Regions from separate parts of the Mus musculus genome. Here region 2 is linked to region 1. Evidence: chromatin contacts called from public promoter capture Hi-C data. All regions are on one chromosome and are shown on one strand. Each heading gives the region's core, a stretch centred on a gene start, on an enhancer-like site or on the middle of the called end of the contact. The rest is flanking DNA. Distances are from core to core; before and after follow the strand shown. Region 1 holds the start of Timd2 (T cell immunoglobulin and mucin domain containing 2). Region 2 holds the start of Zfp62 (zinc finger protein 62).

What was found. Promoter capture Hi-C pulls out the DNA fragments that hold promoters and counts their contacts.
Region 2: a contact with region 1 is called in a promoter capture Hi-C map of liver, with 4 times the contacts expected there. The contact joins the promoter of Zfp62 here to the promoter of Timd2 in region 1. A contact is called at or near these places in 2 of 39 promoter capture datasets (cranial neural crest and liver).

The regions. Positions count from the first base shown.
Region 1 is chr11:46,695,135-46,702,345 of GRCm38.p6, reverse strand. It overlaps Timd2 (T cell immunoglobulin and mucin domain containing 2), which reads left to right and starts at 3,516. Exons shown (of 9, transcript NM_001161355.1): 1 at 3,516-3,803.
Region 2 is chr11:49,201,122-49,207,742 of GRCm38.p6, reverse strand. Zfp62 (zinc finger protein 62) reads right to left here and starts at 4,451. Exons shown (of 4, transcript NM_009562.3): 1 at 4,205-4,451.

The sequences.
Region 1 (7,211 bases), core at 2,267-4,766:
GAAACCCTGTCTCGAAAAAAACAAAAAACAAACAAAAAAAATTAACTCAAACAAATCAGTGGTCTTTCTCTACACAAAGGATAAACAGGATGAGAAAGAAATTAGGAAAACAACACCCTTCACAATAGTCACAAACAATATAAAATACCTTGCTGTGACTCTAACTAAGGAAGTGAAAGATCTGTATGACAAGAACTTCAAGTCTCTGAAGTAAGAAATTGAAGAAGATCTCAGAATATGGGAAGATTTCCCATGCTCATGGATTGGCAGGATTAATATAGTAAAAATGGCTATCCCCGAAAGCAATCTACAGATTCAATGCAATCCCCATCAAAATTCCAACTCAATTTTTTGTTTTGTTTTGTTTTTTTGTTTTTCGAGACAGGGTTTCTCTGTGTAGTCCTGGCTGTCCTAGAACTCACTCTGTAGACCAGGCTGGCCTTGAACTCAGAAATCAGCCTGCCTCTGCCTCCCTCCCAAGTGCTGGGATTAAAGGCCTGTGTCACCATACCCAGCTTCCAACTCAATTCTTCAGAGTTAGAAAGGGCAATTTGCAAATTCATCTGGAATAACAAAACACTTAGGCTAGCAAAAACTATTCTCAACAATAAAAGAACCTCTGGGGGAATCACCATGCCTGACCTCAAGCTGTACTACAGAGCAATTGTGATAAAAACTGCATTGTACTGGTACAGCAACAGACAGGTAGAGCAATGGAATAGAATTGAACTCCAGGGAATGAACCCACACACCTATGGTCACTTGATCTTTGACAAAGGAGCTAAAACCATCCAGTGGAAAAAAGACAGCATTTTCAACAAATGGTGCTGGCACAACTGGCGGTTATCATGTAGAAGAATTCGAATTGATCCATTATTATCTCCTTGTACAAAGCTCAAGTCTAAGTGGATCAAAGACCTGCACATAAAACCCGAAACACTGAAATTTATAGAGGAGAAAGTGGGGAAGATAACATAAGGGCACAGGGGAAAAATTCCTGAATAGAACAGCAATGGCTTGTGCTGTAAGACCAAGAATTGACAAATGGGACCTCATGAAATTGCAAAGCTTTTGTAAGGCAAAAGACACTGTCAATAAGACAAAAGGGCCACCAACAGATTGGTAAAGGATTTTTACCAATCCTAAATCTGATAGGGGACTAATATCCAATATATACAAAGAGCTCAAGAAGCTGGACTCCAGAAATTCAAATAACCCTATTAAAAAATGGGGTACAGCCAGGCGTGGTGGCACACGCCTATAATCCCCAGCACTCAGGAGGCAGAGGCAGGCAGATTTCTGAGTTCGAGGCCAGCCTGGTCTACAGAATGAGTTCCAGGACAGCCAGGGCTATACAGAGAAACCCTGTCTCAAAAAAAAAAAAAAAAAAGATAAAAATTGTAAATTTACAATTCTACATATGCCTTACTTGATTACTAGAAACAAGGGAGTTTCCGTTACAAAATTTGAGATTGTGAAATGAGGCTTCCTAAAACAAATTTCTTCAAAAAAATATTCCGGTCTTTGGGAAACAGGAAAATCCTGAGGATTCAAACCTATGCCACAGAAGGCACCCTAGGGATAGAGTTTATCATTCCCAGCCAAAAATTAGCCAGGGTTACTGGTTGTCAGACATCTGGCCCCTGTACTACATGGGGGTAGAAACAGTTCGGACTGTCAGCCTATTAACTGACAAAGTTCACAGTGACTGGGGGGTACCCCAATCAATATTAGAGGACTTACAAGAGGCTAAAACTTGCCTAATATCCAGAACTTTTAACCAAGGCACTTCCCCTTATTCTGATGTCTGCTATTCTGCCTTATCTGGATAACAACAAGAGCTGTAGGACCAACCACATCTCATTCTAACAGGATGAGTAGTGTATAGTGTGACTCATTTACTAAGACCAGTATAACAGGGCACCAAACCTTAGCAAGCCCTGAGACTCGACTCCACATGGAAGTGCCATTCAGTCTGTAAAATTCAGCAGCATATGGAAAACACCTCCTGCCAAAACTAAAACAAACGCCTAATCTATCAATGTCAATACGGTTCTGGGAACGTCTCAAACTGTACGAACATTGCTTTTTAGTTTCTATAGTTCTGCTCCTGGCTAACTGGTCTTGTTAACTGAACTATGTCAACTCAGAACATGGTTTTTGTGCAGCTGGCTAAGAAAGACTTTCTATTGGCTTAAACCCATGTCCAAGCTGTCTTCACCATCTATCACAACCCTTTGTAAAAGTAACTTTTATTCACCAGATATAATTGTTGTCTCAGAAGCTAACTGCTGAATAAACCCATTCCTTCTAGCTCGTTTTGCTATGGCCAGCTGGTTCTGGCCCAAATCCTCTCCAAGTTGACTGTTTCAAAGTAGCTTCTCTCAGCTTTTGACTGAATTGCTCTGCTTGGCCTCAAACTAACTCTGGCAATCTGTTCTAATCTGGTTTCTTCTCATTTTCTGGCTCATTCTGTCTTTACCTGTAGCCTGTCTCTAAAAATTATCCTGGTAAAGCTCTAAAACTCTCATATTCTCTCTCTCTCTCTGTCTCTGTCTGTCTGTCTGTCTGTCTGTCTGTCTGTCTCTCTCTCTCTCTCTCTCTCCTCCCTTCCTTCCTTCTCTTTTAAGTAGCTTCTCTTTCCTGTGTTCTCCTGAGAGTTGGGCATATCCTCTCTTTGACTCATTCTCATTCATCACTTTGCCTCTCTATTAGATATCACTTTCAAATATGACTTCTTCCTTCTACAACTTTACCTTCATTGTTTGGGACTAAAGGTGTGTACCAAGGGTGTGTCTGTAATCCAGCCAGAGGAATTAAAGGTGTGTCATTCCAGCCCGATCACACAGACATGTGATCCCTTGCCACAACAGTTATGTTTCTGGATTAAAATTCCTCTGCGGGGCTGGAGAGATGGCTCAGTGGTTAAGAGCACTGACTGCTCTTCTGAAGGTCCTGAGTTCAAATCCCAGCAACCACATGGTGGCTCACAACCATCCGTAATGAGATCTGATGCTTCTTCTGTGGTGTCTGAAGTCAGCTACAGTGTATTTACATATATGTAATAAATAAGTAAATCTTAAAAAAAATTCCTCTGCAACTACCCAACTCTGGAAGCCTGTATAGTTACTAAGCCTGAAAAGCGTATGAGGGCATGGAGAAGCTCAGCTTAGAAAGCTGGCAGCCTCCCCTTAGCGTTCTGCAAGCAGGGACTTTAGTCTAGCTTTATTTGCTTAAACTGTTAATTGACTGACAGACCAACGTGTATAATTAGTCAGCTTTCACTTCTGCCTGTGCACCAGGTCCCTCGCTGGGTTCTATCTATATTCTATTCCTCTTTCTGACTTTCAGTTTATTCATATACAACTAAGAAAGCTGGTGCATGGTGCAAAGTCCCTTTCTGCTGAAAACTTTTCAAAGTCAGCATGATCTCCAGACCTGGAGTTTGAACTCAAGTGAAGACCTTTGCTTCGCCCAGCAGAAAGTTAGCTTTGTTGTTGTGGGGACAAAGTTTCACTATGTAAACGGAGTTGGTCTTGAACTCAGAAGATCCACTTGCCTCTGCTTTCCTGAGTGCTAGTCTTTTAAGTATTTTTTTATAATCTCTTTAAGTTGAACATATACAATCAGGCAAAAGGATGGTAGAACTAGAGAGACTCAGTTTTCAAACAAAATATTGAAGGTGTGGCCAGGAGATAAGGATGGAATTCTGGGACAGATTCCTCTTTATCTATCAGCAGCTCCATCAGCAGCAGAGGATTAGAAGGAGACACTAACCAGAAGCTACGGCTCTCTCCTAACTGGTAAGTTCCCTCTTCTGTAGGCTCGTGTTAGAGAGAAGCAATGAGGACAGTACTTCCTGGAGGTTCTGTGCCATGTGGCTTTGCATTTGAGACAATGTGGGATTCTATGGCGGCATTGGAACAACGATGAGTCTCTAGACATTAGGACAACTTAATATCCAATAGAGTTCTTCGGATTCTTGGAAGGTTGATCCTCGTTTAAATGGAATAATGGACTTTTTAATATATGAGCTATTAAAGCCTTCTTAAATGGAGTTAACATGAGATATAAGAAGGAAACTGTAGAAGAGAATAGTCTGGTAATTTTAGACTAAGCCCTAGATAATTAGGCATGGACCTATAGACCCAGATCTATAGCATCAAATTGGCTGCTGGAATTTGAGATATCGTGTTTGTGAACTTGGCAAGGCCAGAAAGAGAAGAAGATTTGCTTTAGTTGGAGTGTTGAGAAGGGGAGCACATGGCCAGGCTAGGCAAGTGGGCACCGTTTAGAGCTTGGTGTTCATGTGGATTTAAGAAAAAAAAAAAAAAGATTTGTTTTTATCTAATGTGAGTAGGTATTTGTCCACATGTATGTCAGTGTGGGGTTGCCAGTTCCTCCCCAGAACTGGAATTGCAAACAGTTGTGAGCTGCCATGTGGGCACTGGGAGTTGAACCTGGGTCTTCTGGAAGAGCAGCCAGTACTCTTAACCATTGTTCTATCTATTCAACTCCTGGATTTCATTTTTCTTTAAGTGTTGTGAAAGATACTTAGAGAAAAGCTTGAGATTTTTAAAATGTATGCGTTTATGTTGAGAATTGGTGTACTCTTTCTCCAGAATGCATATTCTGTGTTTGGGGAATTTCATGCTCTTTGGTTGTCTGACCTGGTATTTTCCCTCACTTCCAGATGCAATAGAGTGATTGTGTTTTCACACTCCAAAGCCCCAATGCTTCTCTCCCCCACCTACACTGTAAGATTTTAAAATGAGCCACGAGTCAGACAGTGTAGGAAACACATCATAGTGAACACTCATCAGGTTTTTACAATGCAGTTGTGAAACCTCACTGGCCTAGATCTCCAGTCTTCCCCTGAGTTCTGGGTTCCAAGCATAAAGCTCCGTGACTGCTTCTTACTGTCACTGTCTGTGAGACAGGGCCTCTTGTGTCAGGATTTCCTCAGAATAGAAGCTTTGCTGAGGATGGGCTTGAACTTCTGACCCTGCCTTCCCCAGTAGCCATATGCCTCCATACCCTGTTTATCTGGTGAGAAAGATTGAACTCAGGGCTTCCTGCCAAAAACAGAAAAAGAAAGAAACCCTGATCTTAGCGTGTTGGCAATCCCAACACTTGAGACAGTAGGAAGGGGTTAAAATCCAACTGAGCTACAGTGAGTTAGAGGCCACCATATGGTTGTTTTTTTTTAAGTAAAAAAAACAAAACAAAAACAAAAAACAACAACAAAAAACAAACAGCCAGGCATGGTAGCACACGCCTTTAATCCCAGCCCTTGGGAGGCAGGTGAATTTCTGAATTCAAGGCCAGCCTGGTCTACAGAGTGAGTTCCAAGAAAGCCAGGGCTACACAGAGAAACCCTGTCTCAAAAAATCAAAAAAAAAAAAAAAAAAAAAAAAGTATATAACTTTAGCTATGTAAAAATACAGACTTTTCTCTAAGGTGGTGGTAAAATAGTTGATTTTGATCCAAGTTTAAGTGAGCATGGGTTTGGGACATCAAATAACCCTGAGTGACATTCCACTATGGAAAATTTATGTGAAGTTCATTTTATTCTACAATTATAATTTGTGTGTGTGTGTTTGCTGCAATAGCATCTTACTATGTAGCTATTCCAGCTGCCCCAGAACCTACTATGCAGATCAGACTGACAGGGAACTCACAGAGAACTGCATAACTGCATTCCTTTGTCTCCTAGTTCTGGGAATAAAGGAATGTGCTACACCTTAACTGACTCTTTCTGTTGCAATCACTTTTTTTTTTTTTTTTTTTTTTGGTTTTTCGAGACAGGGTTTCTCTGTATAGCCCTGGCTGTCCTGGAACTCACTTTGTAGACCAGGCTGGCCTTGAACTCAGAAATCCGCCTGCCTCTGCCTCCCGAGTGCTGGGATTAAAGGCGTGCGCCACCACGCCTGGCTGCAATCACATTTTTTATGTGCTTGCAAAAGATGTAAACAGGGTCTCTCTGCCACTGACCTTTAAATCCAGCCATCCAAACCCATTTCCCCATTTTTTATTTAGAGGAGTTGCTCAGGTAGCCTAGACAGGCCTGAAGCCCATGATTCTCCAGCCTCAGCCTCCTGAGAAGCTGGGGGTACAGAGCTGGGGGTACAGAGCTGGGGTACAGAGCTGGGGTACAGAGCTGGGGGTGCAGAGCTGGGGGTGCAGAGCTGGGGGTACAGAGCTGGGGGTGCAGAGCTGGGGGTACAGAGCTGGGGTACAGAGCTGGGGGTACAGAAGGCTTGTACTACCAGGTCAAACACGAACTTTGACTGTCCAGGAATGAAAGTGAAGGGTTAGTGTTTGTACAAAGCCCAGAGGGCAGACTGGGTGTGTTGGGTCATGCCTGTAATCACAGCCTTCTGAGGCAGGAGGATCTCTATTTGTGAGAGACCAACCTGAGATAGAAAGAGTTCCAGGTCGACCCTACCAAAATAACTAAAAAAATGAATAAACCAACCACACTAGTGGGCCATGAGGTGAGAGCTACATTGAGGCAAAGAAATTTCTGGTCATGAGATGTCCCAGCCTCAGAGCAGATGAAGCTAGTTGAAGCCAACCCAGGCTACATTTCAAGTTTCATTTAATAGTCAAGAAGTTGTTAGAAGCTGATCTCAGTAGCTATTGGCTACTCAAAAATCTAAGATACCCTGAGATAGCTTTGGTTCTGCAGGTCAGTGAGTATTCTATCCCTCCACCATCAGCAAGTTCTTCTACTCAGTCAAGGTCAAACAGCCTTAGGGATTTTGAGCCATGTCCAGCTGCTTAGACGTCAGCTGCTTAGTATAGTGACAATTTTGGAATTTGTGTTTCTTAAAAAACAAAACAAAACACACACAAATATCATAAGAAAATGCTTTGTGCCTTTTTTTGGTTTGGTTTTTTGAAACAGGGTTTTTCTATATTTGCCCTGGAACTCACTTTGTAAACCAGGCTGGCCTTGAACTCAGATCCACCTGCCTCACAAATGCTGGGATTTAAGGTGTGTGCCACAAAACCTGGTCAGTTTAATCCCAGGTGTGGGGCTATCAGGCTGCTTGAGAGGGTCCGCCCTCAGCATGCCTATGATTTGCCTCATGCTATAACAGAGGCAGGGTTTTGCCAGCTGCAGATTCTGTGATTGTGTGAAGTTTGGAAGTCTGGGAACTTTACATATGGTATAAAAAGGCTAGAATCCAGATTGAGGGGTAGTT
Region 2 (6,621 bases), core at 3,202-5,701, 2.5 Mb before region 1:
TTCTTTACCTCAGAGCACACTGTACTCACTTTTTCTAGATAAGGTGCTTCCTTCCCAGAGCTGCTGGTGTTCAGATGTGCCTGCTCCCCTCATTTAATCTTTCCTCTTGACTCTGCAGAACTACTCCCCTCTGGACAGACAGCTCTGTCTATATATGACCTCTATCACTCCTAGAAGCTGTCTGTTAGAAATGTATCTTTGGTTCAAAACCTTTTATCCAAATACAGATAGATCCTATTATCCACCCCATTGTTCTGTCTTCTTCTCTCATTTGCATGCAAAGCATCCTTTAAGGCTGATTTTATAGTATAAACATCAACTTCTAGGCCTTGACTCCTGCCCTCTAGAATCTTTCTGCCTTCATTCTTATCCCCATCCAATTCTTCCTCTAAGAGCTGTTAAGAATAAAATGCATACTTGATCATTTTCTCATATAGTTTAACACCTTATTAAAACAAAATTCATGCTTAATTAATTGCCAATATAATATAAAGCAGGTGTTTTCTTAAAATATTTTTGTTTTGTCTTTGAGACAAGTCTCACAATGTTACTGGGGTTGGCCTTGAACTTGAAGTCCCAGACTCAGAGATACCAGGTTTAGCCTGTCAATTATCTGGGATTACAAAAGTGTGATACTGTTCCTGGCAGGAGATAACAAGGCCATGGAGGCACTGTCTTTATGTTACAGTGTATTGATGCCATTATTGTGGGCCTGGGCTCCTCATAAAGAAGTCTTACTAAGGTTCTCTCTGCTTTTCTGTTGTATGCTGCCTTCTACCACGTGAAAACAAAAACAAAGCAAGAAGGTCTGAGGACATGCCAGCACTTTAACCTGGGACATCTCAGGCTCCAGAACTATGAGCAGTACGGTTTTTGTTTGTTGTAAATTACCCAGTTTGCAGGATTTCTCTCCTCCCGACTGCTAGGATTTCAGGTATATGGTGTTACAACTCTAAACTTTTCACATGGGAATCTGAACTCTGATCCTTTTGACAAAAAGCCATGTATTCAAACTCACCATCAATTACTTGACAGACTGAATTATTTTCATTATCCTTAGTCACTTCATTTCCTTGGGGAATGTATGATTGGCTAGTAACTGGCCTCAACTGCATGAACCACAAACACTTTATTTGCCTTCACAATCTAGTCAGAAGCCAAAGTTTCCTTAACTCCTTGTTTAAGTACAGGCTATTTGGCTCTTCCAATAGTTCACTCAATCAAAAACACGGGCATCAGTAGCATAAATGCTGTTAGCTTAGCATATAAGGCAACTGAGAATGTGTAATAAGATATACTGCCATTCTCATGAACATACCATTAAAAGGGTATAAGCTGATGGGCAGTGGTGGCACACATCTTTAATCCCAACACGTGGGAGGCAGAGGCAGGCGGATTTCTGAGTTCCAGGCCAGCTTGGTCTACAAAGTGAGTTCCAGGACAGCCAGGGCTACACAGAGAAACCCTGTCTCGAAAAACAAAAAACAAAATAAAACAAAGGGTATAAGCTATAAGTCCTTCTTAGCTTATTGTAGACAAATGACCCAGTAGTCTGCCTACTTGCTGCTAGATAATATCAAAAAAAAAAAAAAAAAATCAAAGCTAAAATAGGCTGTTATGTAATGGTACTATAGATGTTAGGAGTATATATACTTTTAATGACAACTAAAATAGAGTAAAACAAACGGTGTCAGAAATTTGCTTTAAAATGCTTCAACCAAGAATAAATAAATATATCAGAATCCTGAAACTCTGGGCATACAATTCACTGTACTACCTCTACTTTGCTTAATATATATATATATTATTCATATATATATATATATATATGAATGAAACGTCACTATATAGCACTGGCTGGCCTTGACTCACAGAGCTCCACCTGCCTCTACCTCCTGGGACTAAAGACAGCACTGCTGCCACCACCACTACTAATCAGTTGGAGAACAGACTAAGAAGGGATAAGAGAACCAAGAACTAGAGTTGCAAGATGAAGTTATAGTACAATCAATAAAATGGATGTGGTGGCCATCATGTGTTGTCCCCCATAACACAGAACAAAAAGGTTTTAATTTCTCAAAACTAGATGGGAAATCTCTTGAGCCAGTTTCTGATAGACAGAATGACCTTAACCATCTGTGAAAACATCTGTGGTAACATCAGTGAAAAAGCCAACCATGAGAAAGTCTCTATCCCTCATAAATTACTTAAGACTCACATTTCTGGCAATTTCTGTACTTTTTCACATTCTACTGCTAGGTTCTACAAAAGTGCAAGCAGATATCAAGAACCTTCACTTTACTACCTGTTCTGGACAGCGAGGAGTTAGTTCTCAAAAGCTGAGTCAACTCACAAGAGAGCACTCTTGGTTTAGTGGGAAGTGACGCCTACAGTGGGGCTGCAAGAAGAAACAGGTGTGATATACCTGCAGCTACTTTGAATTTCCAGATTTCAACTGTTTCCCATAAGGGAGTATCCTATATGTCAAGTGTGGTACAGGGCTTCTGTAACTTAAGCTCTTAGGTGCCATATTTGGTGACGAGAGGATGAAAGAGGCAACTCAAGAGCACTCAGTGGAAGAACGTGCGGATGGAGGATGGAGTCTAAGTGATATGCTGAAAAGAGGACGATATGTGCTTTGGTCATTTTTTGCATTTAATTTATGAGAAGCATATGCAAATGGTTAACAAGATTTGTTTCTATTATTTAAAAATTAGGAATAAGGACAGGAGGGATTTTTATAATGAAATATTCTCATAGTAGTGAAAGAGATACTTTTAGATACTCCAGCAATAAGGGAAGCAAGAGAGCATGAAGGGCAGTGGAGAGATTTTTCTGAAGCTAAGGGCCCACTCAGAGATTAGCTTGAAGCAATTAGTGTAGCCCATTTAACTGAATGCAAAACAACAAAAAATACCTTATTAACCTCAGTCCCTCTTAATTTCAAAATCCTTATCCTAATACAGAATCATTCCACATAATACCATTTGGCAAAAAACACTAGAAACAACTCAAAGATTATCAACTGCAGTCTAGAGATTTATCTAAAGCATCCTTTAAAATGGCCAATCTGCTACATGTTTGTAAAACAAACAACCCACCCGTTTCCGTATGAGTTCTGTAAAACAGATTCAGTAAAAGAAACAGAGAAGCAGGACTTATTATGCTACCACCTGTCTGAATAAAAGAGGAACGACTTATATATTTGCTAGTATTTAAATGAAGAAGTCCTTAAAGTCTACTCAACATCTTAACAAAAGTGTTTACCTTTTAAGGTAGGGCCCAGAACAACCTTTGAGAACAGTAAAAGAAAATCTTGTTTTCATATTTTGCATTAAATTTTTGTTTTTTAAAAATCTTTGTATTTTAATGCCTTGGACACGTGAGCATTACGTATTCAAACACACACACACACACACACACACACACACACCCCAGACAAAAGCGCACACACACACACACACACACACACACACCCCAGACAGACAAAAGCTTCAGGCGTACACAAACGGTCTTGGCCATCTAGACTAACCATCTTAAGATAACACACTAGCCGCGGCTCTCTCCACCTGACCTTTCTTTCTTTCACACCGCTGCCCCAGGACTTCCCCAAGCGATCACTTGGGTTCAAGTGCCTTCGCTGGCTTTTCCCTAGGCCAACACTTTCTCAGTTTGCGGTGGGGTGGGGGTGGGGTAGGGCAGATGGCGGCCTCCGGTTGCACCCACTGCTCTACAGATGAGTTTCTCCTAGGAGAGGGCCAGGAAGTGGAGAACGGTCTGCTTCCAGAGCCGCAAGTGTCTCTCAACACCTCTCCCCCACCAAAATGACGGGAAGAGGTGACCGAATCAGGTCATCTCCAAGTCTCAGAAACAAACTTAACCGCAATCAGGGCAAATTTTTAGGCGCTAATAATCGGGATTCTCCTCTTTCTAAGCCCGAAACGGCCATGACAGTCAAGGAACACCGGGGCGGACTCTGGCCCTTCCTCGGCCCAGGGCCTGCTCCGATGGCAGCCTGCCCGCGCGCCGGGCCCGAACCAGGGCTCTTCCTTCCCCTTCACTCCTAGAGGACGCTCCCCAGGGCGTGTGGAAAGTCACGCTCTCCCTCCCCCACTAGGACCCGCCCGGGACCGGAGGGCAGAGAAGGGAAGGGCGTGGCGGGCCGGGGAGAGGCGGGAGCGTCGGCAGCCCGGGACTCACGTACTGGCTGTGGCGGCACCGCGGGAGCCCGGCCGCCGGCGGGACAAAAGCGCGGACTGCCTGGCCGGAAAGACCCGAGCCGCAGGGGCACTTCCGAGGCCGCTCTGGGAAGCTGGAGGACTGACTCGATGGTCGGGCTCTGATCGCGCACGTGACCCGCAGTTTGTGGGTGCTCTGCTGGCCTCCTAATCCCGGCTGGTCTGCCCGGAGAGGAAGGGGGTTCTAGTTGTCTTGGACTTTTATTGCAATTCCGGGGTGCATTGGGGGCGGGTATAATCAAGTGGTGTGGTAAAATAGATACTTCACTTCCTGCTTGTGAAGCTGAGCTCATAGTTAACAAGCGAGGCTGGGGAGAGTCTTAGGAGGGAGGGCTGGGCTCCTGGGAGAAAGCGGAATATGGGGGTCCCATACCCCTTATTTCTAAAAGACCCTCCTCTCCCAAAGCCAAGACCCTCAACAAAGCTCAAATTTCCAGGAAGCCTGCTATTCGGAGACTGCAGAAGAAAAGTAACTGTCTCTCTCCCGGATACCAGCAGCTTCGTGTTTGTTTTCCAATGAGGACAAGCGACAGAGGTGAATATTTACTTACCAAAGCAGACCTGGCTCCATGTTGGGAACAGCATCTGTCCCAACCAGGCATACCCTGATCTCAACTTCCCAGCCCAGGGGCTGAGCTGCCCTTTCCCCCAGAGGTTCCTCCCTATATAATCTAGAAGTTTTGGTCACTCTTGCTTGCTCTTTTTCTCTTCCTTTATCTGAGTGCACCCCCCCCCCCCCCATGGGGACTTTCCTGGCCTCAGTCCTCGGAGCTAGTGAACTCGCCCACAGGAGAGCAGCTTCTCCGTAAACCTGCCTTTAATCTAATCTAACTTGAATTGGCTCCTTTCCGTGGTGGCAGAGAAATAACCTATCACAGCTACCTTCCCCGTTCTGCCTCTAACAAAATCCCCCTCACCCTCCCCCACCCGTAACTACAAAACTCCAGTTTAAAGCCTGTAATCTGCACCAGTCTACTCCTGTTTTTTATATCTTTGTAGGCAAGCCCTAACTCACCTTAATGACTTGGAAATGTAGAAGGAATGGCAATTTGAGTGTAGTAGTATCTCGACTGCATTTGGGCACTAAGGTCTATGCATCTCTAAGGTGGTCAGGGCAAGTGGAAAGTCTGCGGTAATGTCCAGCAGAGTAGGAAAACAGTGAAGCCCAAGATGGAGCAGGGTCCTAGGTCCTTGTCAGGCCAGCAAGCAGCAAGTTATGGAGAAGAACATGGACAAGTTAGGGGTTGTTGGGGGATTCTTCTACAACCCAAACAGTAGCTGAGACACAGCTACAAGTGCTTCAAATGTGACCAGTGCCACTGAAGACCAAGTGTCTAATTACATTTCATTGAAATAGCCACATGAGTGCTAGGATCCCACTTACTGGATAGCACAACTCTGGGAAGAGCTTTGGGCACTTCTTTGAGGCCTCTAGAAGAGTCCATAGTCTAAATTAAAGGCTATCACATTAGGCTGGCCTGCTCACATTCCAAGATTTTGGATTTTTGTTTGTTTGTTTTTCCTTTTAGATAATTAAGTATAAAAATAATTATATCTGGATTGGGACACTTTTATTTAGTAAAGGATAGCAAAGGATCATAAAGCCTAAATAAATCATCTTGATTAGGTAACGTTTATTGTGGACAATGTTTTTATTTTCCACCATGGTTTTTGTTATTCAGGCAATTTTTTTTTTGGCCTTGTATTCACACACACACACACACACACACACACACACACACAGAGAGAGAGAGAGAGAGAGAGAGAGAGACATAGACACAGACAGACACATAGACACAGACACACACACACACAAACACAGACATTCACGTGGACACACAAACACACAGAGACACACACAGAGTCCTTTTTTTAGCACTTGTCCTTTGGAACAGCTACCAAGACTGTCTACCTGTTGTATAGCTACTATGTACATTTGGTGGCTAATAAACACATGCAATATGGCTAGTATGAACTAAGATATATTATAAATGTAAAATTGGCACTGGATATCCAAGCTAAGAAAAAAAAAGAATAAAAACAGAATAGTTACCTAGTGATAACCACCATTTATATAAGATCCCACACACTTTTTTTTTTTTTGAACAAATTCTTACTCTGTAATTCTGGCTGGCCTCAAACTCACTATGTAGATCAAGCTGGCCTTGAATTTACAGAGATCTGCCTGTCTGTATGCTACCACACACAGACTTCCTTCCTTTTTCTACCACCAGTTGAATGGATTTTTTCTTTTTTAGAGTGTTGCAATCATGCTACCTATGCACTTTTTAGTGATTTAAAATATAGTGTTATTCATTATGATTTCTCATAATGCTGTTTTCTGTGTTGTTCTGTTGAATTAGAATCTCATTAGCCATTCTCC